Regions from separate parts of the Mus musculus genome. Here all the other regions are linked to region 1. The links are chromatin contacts, called in public promoter capture Hi-C maps. All regions are on one chromosome and are shown on one strand. The core of a region is the stretch at or near the end of the contact, and the rest is flanking DNA. Distances in the headings are between cores, read along the strand shown.

Region 1 (3,733 bases), core at 559-3,058:
GTACTTGCAAACAGATATGACTCCCTGGGGACTAGGAAGGCAGGTGTTAACTGTGTGAGACAGGAAATACAATGCCAATAAAACCATATAATGTTATAATAATAATAATGGATTCACTTAAAAATAATCAAGAGTACTTATATTGACAACATTGGAGACACATTCATCCCATAATTAAATGTCAAGAGCTTGATATCTGGAGACAAATATGTAAATACAGAAGTAAAAGTCCCAATATTTGAGGCCATATACAGGCCAATCTGTGGAATCAGTTTGAGGCAAGTATTGCTTTGCAGGAGACCCCAAATTCAAGCAACACAGTAAACCACCACTGGGTTTATCATTTCAATAGTTTTACAGCAAAAGGACAACCTGAAAATCTATCAATTTTAATGAGAAACAAACTTGGAAGCAACATTATAAAAACTGTTCATAGATACTGTTTAATGAGGACATGTTAAATTAATTCTACCCTCACCAACTTCAGCAAAGCTGGCCTGCTCATTTATCCAATGTTCCAGACCCCTTCAAATTCAGAAACGTTTTGATACTCTGAAAGACTCTTAACTGAGGATTCCACCAGCACTTAGGTCTGACCTATTTCCCATGTGCCCTTCCAGATACTATACCATCTCTTCTACTATACCCCCCTTTAAGTCGTCTCACAATAGGACAACCTATCTAGTCGGTTTAACGATGAATCTAACAGTCTCCAAATTACTGTGGTCAGAACAACCTTAATCCATCTACAGATAAACATTCGTGGTAAAACAATATACTAATTACTACTGAAAACTCGCTTAAGATTCAAAGGTCTAGATTACATCATATAAAGTAACGAAGACATGCATTTCCAGAAATTGTCTTAAAGAGGTGAAGGCAATCTTCCTGGAAAGCATAAATTCAGATATCCTTCAGCCCTTTTCTTTGAAGACAATTTCTCCGGACTGAAAGCACATGACCCGCCACGGCCTGTGCGGAGTTGTCATCGGACGATCTCGAACCCCTGACAAGTCTCTGGCATCAAAACGCTCGGCTTCCAGCAACCCTGCTTAGAACTAAGCAAAGCTTAGAACTAAGAAAAGCTAAGATCCCAAAGGTTCCTCTACCATCCACCTGGCGCTGTTGCCCACGTTGCCTCTAAGATGGCTGCCTCAGCGCCCACAACTCAGCTCCGGCCAGAAAAGGTGCTAGGTTTCCTTTCCCTCGTCTCCTCTCTGCAGATTCCATGTTCTGAACCTTCGCCCTCCTCTATAGCCGCCCCCCAGACCAGGGGGAAGCCCAGTGTAGAAGACCTCCACTCACCATGACGGGGAGAGGAGAAGGCCACGCTCCTCTCTACCCGGCTGCTCCCACAGGAAAAGGAAAGACTTGTCACTTGTACTCTATATATCCTTCCACTCGTCTTCCGCATCCTGCCCCTTATCAAAATCAAATTAGAGACACGATCTATCTTTCTGCTACATGTAAAAATTTCAAAAGGTAATATTATTGCGTGACGTGTGTTAAAATTATGTATTCATTTTTTTTAAAGTTAAAAAGAGTGATTAGAAAGGAGGGACTCTTTTTCGCGGAATAATTCGTAACTCGTCACAACTCTCGCGAGAATTATCTTTCTCCTCATCCCGCCCACCCTCATCATAACATCTCTTTTAGTCCATTTTTTCCCCCCTAACAGAAATGGGAGACTTTTGGAATAGTAAATTGAGGGGATGCTCTACTAAATTAAAGCAATGTGTTAGCGTTGAGTACAAACCGAACTTAAAGCGTGAAGTAGTTCCGGCGGGGCGGGGTCATGGCCTCTGACGTCATTGTCTGGGCGCGCAGTTCAGTTTAACTTCTTAGCAATGGACGGAGGCCACGGCGGTATGTGGTCGCGAATGAACCGCGCGGCGGAGGAGTTTTATGCTCGTCTCCGGCAGTGAGTTGTGGTTGGGGAATGGGATGGTACTTGTCCCTCCCCTGCCGGTGGTGTTTGCCACAGCTGGCTGCCGGCTTTCCTGGACCTGGGATGTGAGAGGCAGCCAGGGCTCTGCGGAGGCCTAGGCTACTGCCGGCCTCCGGAGAAAACACCCGAGCTTACCCAAGGGAGGCAAGATGGCAAAGCAGTGTACGGATTGGACTGATGTACACGCTTCTAAGTAGAGGCTCCTGGGACACAGAGAGCTAGATGTCATCGGGCCTCAAGCTCAGAAACGGACAGAATCCGCATCGACCCTCCTCGGCAGCCTCCTGATGCCGAGATGAGAGGCGTGAGCCGTGCCACAAATTCACTGTGTTCCCTCAGTGAAATTCTGTCAACTTCTACATCCTGTGTGAAAATCTAAGTCAGCGACTCACATCAGAATCACCCACAGGGTTGCCAAAATATACATTGACTGGCTCAGCCTCTGAGATTTTTGATTTCGTAGGCCTGATGTGAAGACAAAAAACTTTAATTCTAGGTGCAAGGTGTTGCTAGTTGGGTATAGCCCATTAGTCTCTAAATGCTATCATTTTTAACTGCCATTATTGCCCCTCCTGTTTACAAAAGCAGTAATAATTTTTCACTACTACAGGAAAAGAACTAATGTGCTTTTGTTTTTTAAGATAGTTTCAGAGCCCGGCGTGGTGGCGCACGCCTTTAATCCCAGCACTCGGGAGGCAGAGGCAGGCGAAGTTCGAGGCCAGCCTGGTCTAGAGAGTGAGTTCCAGGACAGCCAGAGCTATACAGAGAAACCCTGTCTCGAAAAATCAAAAAAAAAAAAAAAAAAAAAAAAAATAGTGTCTCTGTGTAACCCTGTCTGTCTTGGAACTCAATCTGTAGAGTAGGCTGGCCTGGAACTCAGAGATCCGGCCGCCTCAGCCCTCAGAGTGCTGGGGGTCAAAGGCGGGAGCCACCACTGCCCAGCTAAAACTAGTGGGTTTTAGTGGTTGGGTTTTTGTTGTTGTGTTGTGTTTGTTTTTTTTTGTTTTTTTTTTTTTTGAGACAGGGTTTCTCTGTGTAGCACTGGTTGTCCTGGAACTCACTCTGTAGACCAGGCTGGCCTTGAACTCAGAAATTCACCTGCCTCTGCCTCCCTAGTGCTACGAATAAAAGCATGAGCCACCACGCCCAACAAAACTGATGTTTTTAAAGAAGCTAATGTCTTTGAGCTCAGGAACTTGAGTTGTTTTTAACTGTTGTGGTATTTTGCCATGGTGTTAAGTACTTTATTGTTTTAAACCCAAGATCTCTGAGTTTGGACTTGTAAACATCGTGGCCCGGTGTCCAATGTGCTGTCCTTACAGGCATGTACCATTATGCCCAGCTTTTGAGGTTCTGGAAATGGCTTCACACATTTTAGGCAAGCACTGTTATTCCCGAGTTATGTTCTCAGCTTCTATGGTTGTTTTATGTCTGTTTTATCACCTCCATTGATACAAATTTATTTAGATCCTTTATGCTTACTAATTCTTTCCTGGATGTTTTCATCTTTCCATGCATAAACTCTAGAAGTTTTCACTTACTGTATCCCTCTCCGTGCCTACTGAAGTTTCTTGGTGATCTCCAGGGCTTCACCACAAACCTAGGAAGAAATTACCATTCTTGCCGATGTGGCATTTAACTCCAGAATTCTTCAAGTTAAGAGTCCTAAACTTAAAAGACCAGCCAGCTTCTTTCTTTTCATCTTTCCCAGACTCCCAGCCACTTCTGTTGTTTTAATTCTTCGCTGAGGATCAGAGGTGGGGGTCTTGTGCATGCTAGACAAGT
Region 2 (3,733 bases), core at 752-3,251, 1.4 Mb after region 1:
ATTTCTGCTGACATTCTGCCTTGCCAGATGACTCTAGCTTCTGTCAAGTTGACAGGAAACAAACAAACAAAAACAGAAGACAACAACAAAACAGCCTCCAAGCCTCCCAAAACAAAAACAAAACAAAAAACCACTCCCCTTCAAAACCTTCACAACTAGCCAGCACAGCCTAAAAAACACTTGATTTTCTTACAACCTGAAGTCCCAGCGCAAAAACAGGCCAGCTTTCCCTTCTACTAGTTATGTCAGCAGAAGTTAGGGATTTAAGAGATGGTTCAGTGGTTGCTTTTCCAGAGGATACAGGTTCAATTCTCTTCCACTACATGCTGGCCCACAACCAATCTTTAGTAGGACCTGATAATTTCTTTTGAAGGCACAGTGGCATTCATGCAGACACAGAACCCGAATACATAAAATACAGAAATAAATATTAAAAAGGAAATCTTATCTTCAGTTCTTATTTCCAAGACTGTTTTTTTTAATAGTGTAAGCCCCCTCCCCCCGACATTTGCATAGGGATCTGAAAATAGGTAACTGTTTTAGGAGATAATCTGAGAAGTGGTTTATCCTCCACTTAATCCCAGCCTCTCCTAACTGGCCTTTGAACTTCTAAACTCTTGCTTCCTGGGCTATGTTCTGCACACATTAGGGAGCATGCATGTGATCTTAAAAAAAAAAAAAAAAGCGCCATCTTGTCACTTTTCTATTTAAAACTCCCTAAATGCAATCCCAGAGTAAACCAAACCGTTTGCATAGGTCACTGGGCCACATGACTTGCATCCTGCTGACTTAATCCTTTAGAACTCTTCCTACAGTCAGCAGCCACACTGCTTCTGTTCTGAGCTCACCATCTGTCTTCTGCTCAGGATCTTTGAACTATTTCCATTGTCCAGCCTCTGTTTCAGGCACCTGTTACAGAGGACTTCTCTGACCACCCAGGCGAAGTCTCCTAGTCCACACCCATAGCCCTTGTTTCATAGTAATGACATGAATCCAACAACTCTACATCATTTATTTGTCTGCTTTCTCCACACAACCACACAAGCCCCAGGAGAGAAAGGCCTAGCCTAGATGAAGAAATCTCTGATGCTAACCAAAGCCTTGTACGTGAATGGCTTATAGCATTCTTTGGATAAATGCTCTTTTCAAATCCTAACAATTCTGTGACGTGTAAGTGAGACAGCGGAGGTTCTGCAGGGTCAGGACTAGAGACTGGTTCCATCTGGCTATGACTGCTGCCTCTTAGCTCTTTATCTTACACACTTAATCCCCTTTCCTGGGAGGTCTGGTGAGGCTTTCAGTTGCTTTTCAGTGAAGCGGCTCTCGCCCTCCCAAATTTCGGAGGCTCATAATAGCCCTTATTCAAAAATGGATCTTTTGGGTGCTCTTTCCCCTTTTCCTGTGGCCCCCACCTCGCGCCCCCGCGCGTGAATCACTGGCAGACAGTATCCCACAGTAATAATCATAAAACTGGATGTGCTTTCTAGCCCGTAGATTCAGTAGCCTTCTCTCCGCCCCCAGCCTTGACTAAGCATCCTAGGGTCCTGTGGGGGCGAGATGGCTACTTGCGTCAAGGGCACTAGGGACTTTCAAACCCGCATCAGAGCTCAGCTAACTGCGCACAGCGGAACCTTTCTTTAGGATAGCCTCGTTTGCCCGCCGGTCGGTTTAGGAAGCAATACCTACTTAAGCGTCCCTCCCACTCCTGCCTTCCCTCCCTCCCTTCGGCTCCGTCTGCGGCGGCTGCTTTCCTCCCGCCCTAAGTTCCGGTGCTGGTGCTGCCGGCGCGGTCCGCGAACACCCACGCGCGGCTCACGGGAGCCCCGCTCGCCAGCGGACCCTTTCGATCGCCGGTGGGCGAGTGCCCGCGGTTTTCCTGCGGCGAGGAGCTAAGTGGAGGCCGTTCCAGACCCTCCGGCCCGGCGCGGGCAGGCGTGCACATCGCTCGCTATCCAGGGCGTGCGCGGGCCTCTCGAGACCCCAGCGGCGACCCGTAGCTCGGGCGCGCGCCTGTCGCAGCCCGCAGGAAGGAGGCGGCCTGAGACCCGGGGCGGCGGCCGCCATGGAGATCCCCTCGGCCCAGGGCCGGTGCCTGGGGCCTCGGGGGCGGCCCTGACCGTCCTTCTCCCCGCCCGGGCCGGGTCCCACTTGTGCCTCCGGCGGTGCTCGGCCACCTCTGCGTCTCCGCCCTCCCTGGGTCGCGCTGCTGCCTGGACACGGCGGCGGCGCCCTGTTGAATGGGCTGTGAGGGCCCGGGTCTGAAGTGCTGGTGGACGCGGCCTCCGGGGGCGCAAGGCAGCAGCAGCGGTGGCGACCAAACGGGTGTTGGAGTTGGCGGCGGCCATGGAGGGCCTGGCTGGCTATGTGTACAAGGCGGCCAGCGAGGGCAAGGTGCTCACTCTGGCTGCCTTGCTCCTTAACCGGTCAGAGAGCGATATCCGCTACCTGCTGGGCTATGTCAGTCAGCAGGGAGGACAGCGCTCCACACCCCTCATCATCGCAGCCCGCAATGGGCACGCCAAGGTGGTGCGCTTGCTGTTAGAACACTACCGTGTGCAGACCCAGCAGACCGGCACCGTCCGCTTCGACGGGTAGGTACATCCCAACTCCATCCTCCCTCCGACGCGCGCGGGCCTCCCAAGCCCTGGATCCTCTCATCCTTCATTAACCCTGTTTTCATGTGTGGACTCAGTTCTTTTTCATATCCCTTCACCCCCATTGATGCCCACCTCGTCTCCCAGAGCTATGCTTTGCTGCCTTTTCTTATCGACTCCTACCCTTTTCCCCCTGTAGGTGGTAGCCACACCCTGGGTCTTGAGATCTATAGTCTTCATTAGTCAGCGAACACGCACTGTCGGAGTGGTGGCTGCCCATCTAGGTTTTTGTATCTTTATATCAGCACTGGCGTAGTAACCTAGATCGGAAATTAACGAGATCAACAATTAAAATTGAGGACCTTTTGATGCTTCATTTAACCTCTCCATATCCCTTCTCCTCCCGCTCCCCCCCTCCCGTGGTCGGATCGAGCCTCAAGCAGGTCGTGGGACTATCTGTTAAAATAAGCCCCTAGAATCTTGTCATGCAGCTGGGCATCTCTAGGCACGGTTCTGACTCTCCCACAATGCTGGCCAATATTTTTGGCTGTACAGGTGGCTCTGGGCCTGGCGTAGAAGTTACGCCATTGCTAAATTACATGTATAGGGTGATACAGTGGGAAGGTTTCACAAACACTTAACATTGTTCAAAAATTTACTATTTACTATTATTCTAATATTTTTTTTCATTTGAGGTTAATTGTACATATTTTTGGGGGGCGGAGGAAGATAACAGAGTCGTCACGTTTGATACCTTTTTTTTTTTTCCTGTGCTGAACGATTGCGGAATGATTGGCATAATATAGCTGTATTCAGTTTGCTTTGTTTACATTGGTTTTTGTTGACCTGTAAATGAATAAGCTATTACTAGTTTAGCATTTTCTTTTGCAGTAGGTGGAATCTACGTATAGAAATGCAATTTAGTTTTGGTTAGTAAAAACTGCCTGACCAAAAAAGCCTGTTTGGAAGCATTCTTATATTCTCTAGCCCCTCCCTCCCTCCCTCCCTCCCTCCCTTCTTCTTTGCTACTTCTGGTCTCCAAAACCAGGTCTTGCTGCATAGCCCAGGCTGACCTGGAATCCCCCAACCTCTTGCTTTAGCTTCCATTATAGGTGTGGGCTTTAAAGCATCTTTTTTTT
Region 3 (3,733 bases), core at 864-3,363, 1.3 Mb before region 1:
AAACATCAATCAACTTGTTAAAGTTTACTTCTAGGATCGACCAACTTACAAAAAAAAAAAAAATTATCCACAGTTTTAATAAGATGCCACTCACAAACCAAACTAGGTACAAGCACACAGGCAGGCACACAAATGAGCTACCTACTTCTTTCCCACAGTGGCCGAAGGGTAGTCCTTACCGGGTCTTCAGTATAACTCACAAGCAGCTCAGTACTGACCACATTGTAACTAATCTTGATGCATAAGAGTTCCTACACAGCTGTGAGGACACTTTTGCAAGGACAGGTGATTCTAACACTTGTGCTGGTTGGGTGGTGAGGAAAGGTGAGACAGTTACCAAATGTTGCCAAATGTTGCGTAGGACCAGCTGACGGCTAGGAAGAAAAAAAAAAAAAAAAACCTGCTGCAAAGCTAAAGCAGCTGTGAAGGGTATGAAAAGGAAAGTTTGTTCTAGCTCTCTTTCATCCACTTAAGCCGGATGCTTTTCCAAGTCACAAGAGAAACATTCTTAAAAAAAAAAAAAAAAAAAAAAAAAAAAAAAAATCTGTGGCCCAGAAAGTTAGCTGAGACTGTGACCAAACTGGTCAGGATGAAAAGAAACATGGGCAGTGTGTTCAGGACAGATTTGCTTTCTCGTGACTCTGTTCTTTACAAAAAACAGAAGCACCTGTTCAGGCTGGTGAGGAAAGAGGCAGAGATAAGCTTTATCAAGGAAACCCCTCCTCCCGCTGGCCAGGATGCTAAGGCTCCCCAGCTCTTCTTGGACCTTGCGTTGCTGGACAGTAAGTTGGCTAGTTGTGAGAGAGCATGTACTTGGCCTTCAGAGTTTCAACAGAACCTGCAGTTCATAGCTGAGGAAATCGCCTCTACAAATGTTTAACACACGGTCAGTCACATATTGCTGGTCCTTTATCTCAATGTATAGGTGTCTTATATAGGGACAATCTGTGGTTGTTAATACAACCAATTAAAAAGGTTATTAGAACTAGAGAGCCTCTAGGTGACATAACTATGGTTCTCGGTGTTGGGGAACGCTCACCATGGGCTTTTACCACTGAACTACACCTAAGGCCCTGCGGCGGGCTGTTCACTACACATCTTCATCCTTCACCACACCTATATGTATTAAATAGCCATCTTTTTGGAGATTTCTTCAGGTAAGATTTATCCTTTCTCCAGGAACCTATCCACTTCTCTCTAAATATCATGAGAGGAGACGCTGCCCGCACATCTTTCTCTCTGACCACTCGTTTCAAGGTTCTGGTGTAAAATCTTTTTGAAAACTCATACACAGCTATTAGACGGCTTCCCAATGTGCAGAATCCTTGCAAAAAGAGAAGCTAGACCACTGCAGATGGAGACAAAACAACATCAGCCCCTAACTTCTAACTCCCTGGGAAAAGAAGAAAAAAGGGGGGGGGGGTTTCTCTCGCCCTGCTACACTCTTCATGACTCTTTCACAGGCCTCACACCTAGTCTGAGGTAGGATCTTTAAAACAACTCTACTCGCAGCCCTTAAAAGTTGACTGAAACCAAAATGCTCCTGAATTTCTGCCCCAGGATGGGTGGCTCAAGAAAATGAGGATGTCTGACTAAGGATTTTGGGCACCAATCGCCATAGGGGCCGCCCTGGGTTCCACCAGTTCAGAAACAACAACAATCCGCAATGAACCGAGGCTGAACCTTAGACAGACCCACAGGCACAATCGGACACACACAGGCGCCCGCGAGAGCGCACCACACGCACACACAGAGATATGGATCACGTGCATGGTCACAAGGACCTGCCCACTCGTGAACTCTGCTCGTAAGTCACGCATGCTCGATACACGCCCACCTACAACCCTACACGCACCACACACCCACACTCTTGCTTTCCAGGGCCTGCCCCTCACCTGCCGTGGCCGCTCCCGCGTCCCTTTCTTTCCAGCCTAGACGGATCTTCGCCCCGATTTGGGCGCAGAGGATGGAGTCGGCGGGGCGCGGACTGGACCGGCGGCCGCAGATCAGGAGCCCCGCGGGAGCAGCGGGCAGAGGGGGCGCGCGGCCGAGCAGCCAGAGGCCACCGCCTCCCAGCTTTGGTACTGCGAGCTCCCCGGGCGCGCCTCCCGCTTCCGGGTTCCGAGGAGGCGGGACCAGATGGCGAGGAAGGGGCGGGGCTCTGGTGGTTACTATGGCGACGGGGCTGGCAAGGGAGGCCCTGTTCTGAGATTTGCGGTGTCCTAGAGGCTGTGGAGGCTGGTGGTGGATAAGGGTCAGTTCTTGGTCACTTCTGACAGGAGCATGGAGGAGGAAGTGAAAAATCTAGGCTGTAGGCCCCGGGGATGTGCTTCTGACTTCGGTTTTTAGGCGTCTTCATGCTTTGGTGGGGAGACACTTTTGGTCCATAGCTTTGGTGAATAGGCCTTGACATAGTCTTTTTAAAACATTAGTATATATCAGTTCATTACAATGGCTTAATTAGGACATTTTGATACCTATATAAAGAATTTGGATCATCACCCTCCCTTAGTCTCTGCCTCCCATGTCCCATTCCCCTTCAGCCTCCCAACTGCATATGCTTTCTCAGCAAAATTGTTTTTACCTTTTGTATAGACGCTGTCCTCTGACCTCCTTTCAAAGCCTTGTCTCCTTTTATGGCTTTGTGCTGATGTTGAGGGGGTATACTCAGCGCTGGTTTGCCCTCTTCTGTCAGGCACAGTCTAGTCACTGTTCTTACGAGAGATGTGGCAGATGCCACAACACCTTTCAGTTAGCTTACAGCTTTGCTCTGAAATAATGCATAATAATATTGAGTGACCTGTCAATCTTGTTTGAAAATTTGTAAGGTTCCTAAAGCAAGATCCTAATGTTTTAGGGACTTTTAAAAATATTTTTTATTATTATTACTTTTAATCGTGTGTGTGTTTGTGGGAGAGAGAATATATGGTGCACATGAGTGTAGTTTATAAGGAGGGCAGAGGAGGATCCTAGAGCTGGCATTACAAGTGTTTGTGAGTTGCCTAACACGGGTGTAAAAGTAATATGTATTCTTAACCTCTGAGCAATCTCTCAGCCCCCACGTGTGTGTGTGTGTGTGTGCGTGTCCCTGTGCCTGTGCATGTACGTGTGCGTGTGTGTGTGTGCGTGTGCCTGTACGTGTGTGTGTGCGTGTGTGTGTGTGTGTGTGTACGTGTGTGTGTTGATGCCTGCTGAGGCCAGCTTTGGACCCCCTGGAGCTGGAACTGCAGATGATTAAGATGGATCAAGCCTGACTGGGTACTAGGAACTCAGCTTTGGTCCTCTGGAAGAGCAGTAAGTTTGTTAACCACCAAACCATCTCTCCAGGCCTAGAGAGCACAGACGAAAACAATGACTCAAAAAAACAAAAACAAAACCACAAAACAACCAAACACTGATCTATGGCTCAGGAGTCTTAGGTTCCAGTCTAGAACTTAGACAAACACCAGACACATTTTCCCCAATGCATAGTGATGTCTCGGCTCTCAAAAAGGTGAGGCAGAAGGATCTCAAATAGTGGTACTGTATCTCAAAGCTAACTGAATTGTTCAAAATTATAGCAAAAAGTGGTAGATACAGAATCTGAAAAGACCTTTAACCAGCTCTCAAAATTCAGAGCTCATCACCAAATACATGATAGATAGGCTTTGATATATATATGTGTGTGTGTGTGTGTGTGTGTGTGTGCATATTTTATTACAATGTGAGCAATCTAACAATGTTTTGTGTCTCT
Region 4 (3,733 bases), core at 357-2,856, 1.0 Mb before region 1:
GAGCTGAGATTGTGGGTGTACACCACCACTACTGGAGACTTTCTATTTTCTTCACTGAGTCAATTTTGGCAAGCTATATCTTTCCAGATAATTCCAAATATTTGGATTACAATGATAACTGACATCTGGAATACCCTAACTCTTAAAGAAATTATATGATTTATGTATGGGTCATGCGAAGTGCTGAAACCTGTAATCCATCCCAGCACTCCGAATTATAAATCATCAGAAAGTAACAACGCCTATGTGCACTGCGTGGCAGTTTATATAAGTACTGTTAATATGTAACTTCATCTGAAGGGCAAAGTCTAACTAGTTGCAGAGGGAGGGACAACTTCTTATCTAGGCAGAACAGCTGGTTCAGATCAACGCCCCTTTAGGGCCACACTAGAGCGTTTTGTGGAGGACTATGTAGCTATTCCATCACTCCTGGGATTAAGTCACTGACAAAAGGAAGCAGCCACCGAATGACCTGGCAGTGTGTCTGCACGAGGGTGTTTAGGAGTGTTCTTGCTGATGGGAACCTTCCCCAAGGCCAGGCTGGGTGGGAAGTCCAGGGAATTGGCGTGTTTTCTAACACGGGTGGAGCTGCTCCTGCCTGCCGTTCCACAGGGCCACTTGGCCCAGGATGCAGCGAGCAACGGTGGATCAGGACGGACTCACCAGGGCCTCGAAGTCCTTACAGTCGTGGCGGGCGTAGGAGGCGGGGAAGGGCCGCAGCACCGAGTCCCGCTTGTAGCTCTGCAGCGCCGAGGCGAAGAGGCTGCAGCGGAGGTCCGCAGCCAGCACGTCGCGGCTCGCTGCCTCCCTGGCTGCTGCCCTGTTGGAGAGCTGCATCCCGGGCTCGTAGCGCGTGGCCGGGAGGAGACAAGGAGGGGCAGCGCGGGGCCTGGGCCCGGGGGACCGTAGACCGTCTGCTGCCAGGTTTTCCAGCCCGGGGGGTGGAGCTAGGCAAAGGGGTGACAAATTGACATTGGTGAGAACGCGCCGGCGAGCGTCCTCTGCAGGACACTGGGCACGGTCGCTCAGTGCGGGGAAACACGGGATCTGGGAGAGTCGCCTCTCGGGTCCCGCCAGTCCCGGAGTCCCCGGTATGGAGTTGTCGCTATTGCACCCGGCGTGGGTAGTACCCCGGGGACCCGGCCGATCAGTCCTGGCCGCCCCACACTGCCAGCAGCCACCGCCTACCTCCCCGCCCGCCGCTCTCACGCCGCTCCGCCCACCCGGCCCAGGCCCGCCCCTTCCCGCGCCCTTGCTCAGCTCGCGCCCGCCCACAGGTCCCGGAGGATCCCAGCTGCCCCGGGTGCTGGGCAAAGGTGCCCAATGCGGCTGCTAGTCATCCTCGCCACCGCCCCAAGTGGAAACCGCCCCGGGACCCGCCCCGGGGAATTGTCTTTGTCCTGGCTCCACGGGTTGAGCCAGCCTCGCTCACCTTGGGAATTGCCACCTGTTGAATAAATCGGTTTCCTCTGGAGCTGACACGTTGCACACAAGAAGCCACTTGATACCCAGGGAAAACTGAAGGTCGGAGTGACACAATACTTTCTCAAGACACTGTAGCCGACCCAAAGACCTTCCTCTCTACCTTACAGCCTCCGCAATTCTCTGAATTGCTCAAATGTCTGACCTCAGATTTCCCAGGATCCTCCTCCTTCGAAGGCCTCTAACAGGAAGTCGGGAAAACAGGCACTGGGAGAACAATGACCTAACCCTGCCGAAGGGAAAAGACCGGACCCCAAGATGACTCAGCAACTGGTCGAGTAAAGGCACTTGCTGTCCGTCCTCACGACCTGAGTTCTATCCCAGGATCCCATATGTTAGGAGCTAAGTGACTCTAGCAATTTGTCCTATGACTTCCACACCTGCACCAAGGCTCAAGTGTGCCCACATGTGAACGTATACACAAAATAAATAAATGTAGGGCTGGTGAGATGGCTCAGCGGGTAAGAGCACTGACTGCTCTTCTGAATGTCCTGAGTTCAAATCCCAGCAACCACATGGTGGTTCACAACCACTGGTAATGAGATCTGACTCCCTCTTCTAATTCGTTTGAAGACAGCTACAGTGCACTTATGTATAATAAATAAATCTTTGGGCCGGAACAAGCAGGGACTGAGCGAGCAGGGTTGACCAGAGCAAGCAGTGGTCCTAAATAAAAATTCAATTCCCAACAGCCACATGAAGGCTCACAACCATCTGTACAGCTACAGTGTACTCACATACATAAAATAAATACATTAAAAAATTAAAATAAAGGCAGGAGGATTTCTGAGTTCGAGGCCAGCCTGGTCTACAAAGTGAGTTCCAGGACAGCCAGGACTATACAGAGAAACCCTGTCTTGAAAAACCAAAATAAATAAATAAAATAAAATAAAAAATGTAAGAACAGATTCCCTTTACCTCTTCTTCTTCAAGACCTCACTAGAAAAAAAGCACTTGGCCTTCTGGTCACATAGAAATCTAAGACCAGTGCTGAATTGTTAGACTAAAAGTCCCCTTTAAAGACCCCACACGTGCTGAGAGGTGGTGGCTCACGCCTTTAGTCCCAGCACACCAGAAGCAAAGGCAGGCATATCTCTGAGTTCAAGTCCAGCCTGGTCTACAGATCAAATCCCAGGACAGCAAGGGCTACACAGAGAAACCCTGTCTCAAAAAAAACAAAAACAAACCCCAAAACAAAACTTTACAAAAACAAAAACAAAAACAACCATTAATTAGATAAATAAACATACACACACACTGGCTCTGCTCTCTGAGAAATCACCCCCTTCTTGGGCATCCGAATGGGACCTGGCCCTGTGCTCCTCAGACTTCGGGAGGGAAGACAGGCAGAACTATATTCTCAGACCCTAGAGAGCTTCCCAGGCCAAACAATGATGCAAACCACCCCCAGGAGTCCAAATGGTAATGGTTGTTGTAAGGCCTGGGCTGATTTGGAATCACCAAAATGTCTGAGAGCCTATGACCTCAAATAAAACCCCTCCAGCACCCCAAGTCCTGGGGCCCCTAGGGCCCCATGGAGCATCTGGAACCCTAAGGTACCTGCTGCATGTCTGAGGCATATCGCATGACCCTCACTCTGAGAAAACCTTCTCACCACCTCTCCTGCCACATAAGTATAATAAATGTACTTTTAAAGAATATTAATGAGATGGAGAGATGATGGCTCAGTGGTTAAGAACACTGACTCATAAATGAGGAAAATACCTAATTAAAAAAAAATACCGTTTAAAAAACAAAAACAAAAACAAAAAAAAAAAACCCACTGACTCTTCTTCCAGAGGTCCTGAGTTCAACTCCCAGCAACCACATGGTGGCTCACAACCATCTGTAATAGGATCCAATGCCCTGTTCTGGTGTGTCTGAAGACAGCTACAGTGTACTCACAAACATAAATAAATCTTTAAAAAAATGAATGAAGGACCAGAGAGATGGCTCAGTGATTTAAAAAGCTTCCTGATCTTCCAGAAGACCTGAACTCAGTTCCCAGCACCCACATCTGGAGGCTTACAACAGCCAGTGGCTCCACTTCCATGGACTCTAACACCTCTGTCCTCCATGGGCAGTGCCCTCACATGTGGAGTACATGTTAGCTCTGTGGAGACACATAATTAAAAATAAAGGAGCTGGAGATGTGGTTAGGTTAGGGGATATGGTTCAGTCGTTAGTGGCTGCTCTCCCAGAGGATCTAGGTTCAATTCCCAGCACCCCCTTGGCAGCTCACAACCCTCTG

Evidence for each region. Promoter capture Hi-C pulls out the DNA fragments that hold promoters and counts their contacts.
Region 2: a promoter capture Hi-C map of pre-B cells shows a contact between it and region 1, with 7 times the contacts expected there. The contact joins the promoter of Fem1b here to the promoter of Zwilch in region 1. A contact is called at or near these places in 4 of 39 promoter capture datasets (embryonic stem cells, erythroid cells, liver and 1 more), 2 of 115 datasets of contacts at active chromatin or transcription factors (astrocytes and large pre-B cells) and 1 of 9 other capture datasets (liver).
Region 3: a contact with region 1 is called in a promoter capture Hi-C map of erythroid cells, with 3 times the contacts expected there. The contact joins the promoter of Spg21 here to the promoter of Zwilch in region 1. A contact is called at or near these places in 5 of 39 promoter capture datasets (erythroid cells, hippocampal neurons, liver and 2 more) and 1 of 115 datasets of contacts at active chromatin or transcription factors (astrocytes).
Region 4: a promoter capture Hi-C map of erythroid cells shows a contact between it and region 1, with 6 times the contacts expected there. The contact joins the promoter of Parp16 here to the promoter of Zwilch in region 1. A contact is called at or near these places in 12 of 39 promoter capture datasets (3T3-L1-derived adipocytes, the C10 cell line, cranial neural crest and 7 more), 1 of 115 datasets of contacts at active chromatin or transcription factors (fetal liver) and 2 of 9 other capture datasets (liver and macrophages).

The regions. Positions count from the first base shown.
Region 1 is chr9:64,171,006-64,174,738 of GRCm38.p6, reverse strand. It overlaps Zwilch (zwilch kinetochore protein), which reads left to right and starts at 1,808. Exons shown (of 19, transcript NM_026507.4): 1 at 1,808-1,921. The coding sequence starts at 1,848. It overlaps Rpl4 (ribosomal protein L4), which reads right to left and starts at 1,352. Exons shown (of 10, transcript NM_024212.4): 1 at 1,306-1,352. The coding sequence starts at 1,308.
Region 2 is chr9:62,809,916-62,813,648 of GRCm38.p6, reverse strand. It overlaps Fem1b (fem 1 homolog b), which reads left to right and starts at 2,001. Exons shown (of 2, transcript NM_010193.4): 1 at 2,001-2,591. The coding sequence starts at 2,344.
Region 3 is chr9:65,459,317-65,463,049 of GRCm38.p6, reverse strand. It overlaps Spg21 (SPG21, maspardin), which reads right to left and starts at 2,113. Exons shown (of 9, transcript NM_138584.2): 1 at 1,896-2,113.
Region 4 is chr9:65,212,563-65,216,295 of GRCm38.p6, reverse strand. It overlaps Parp16 (poly (ADP-ribose) polymerase family, member 16), which reads right to left and starts at 1,606. Exons shown (of 7, transcript NM_177460.4): 1 at 1,433-1,606; 2 at 664-947. The coding sequence starts at 837.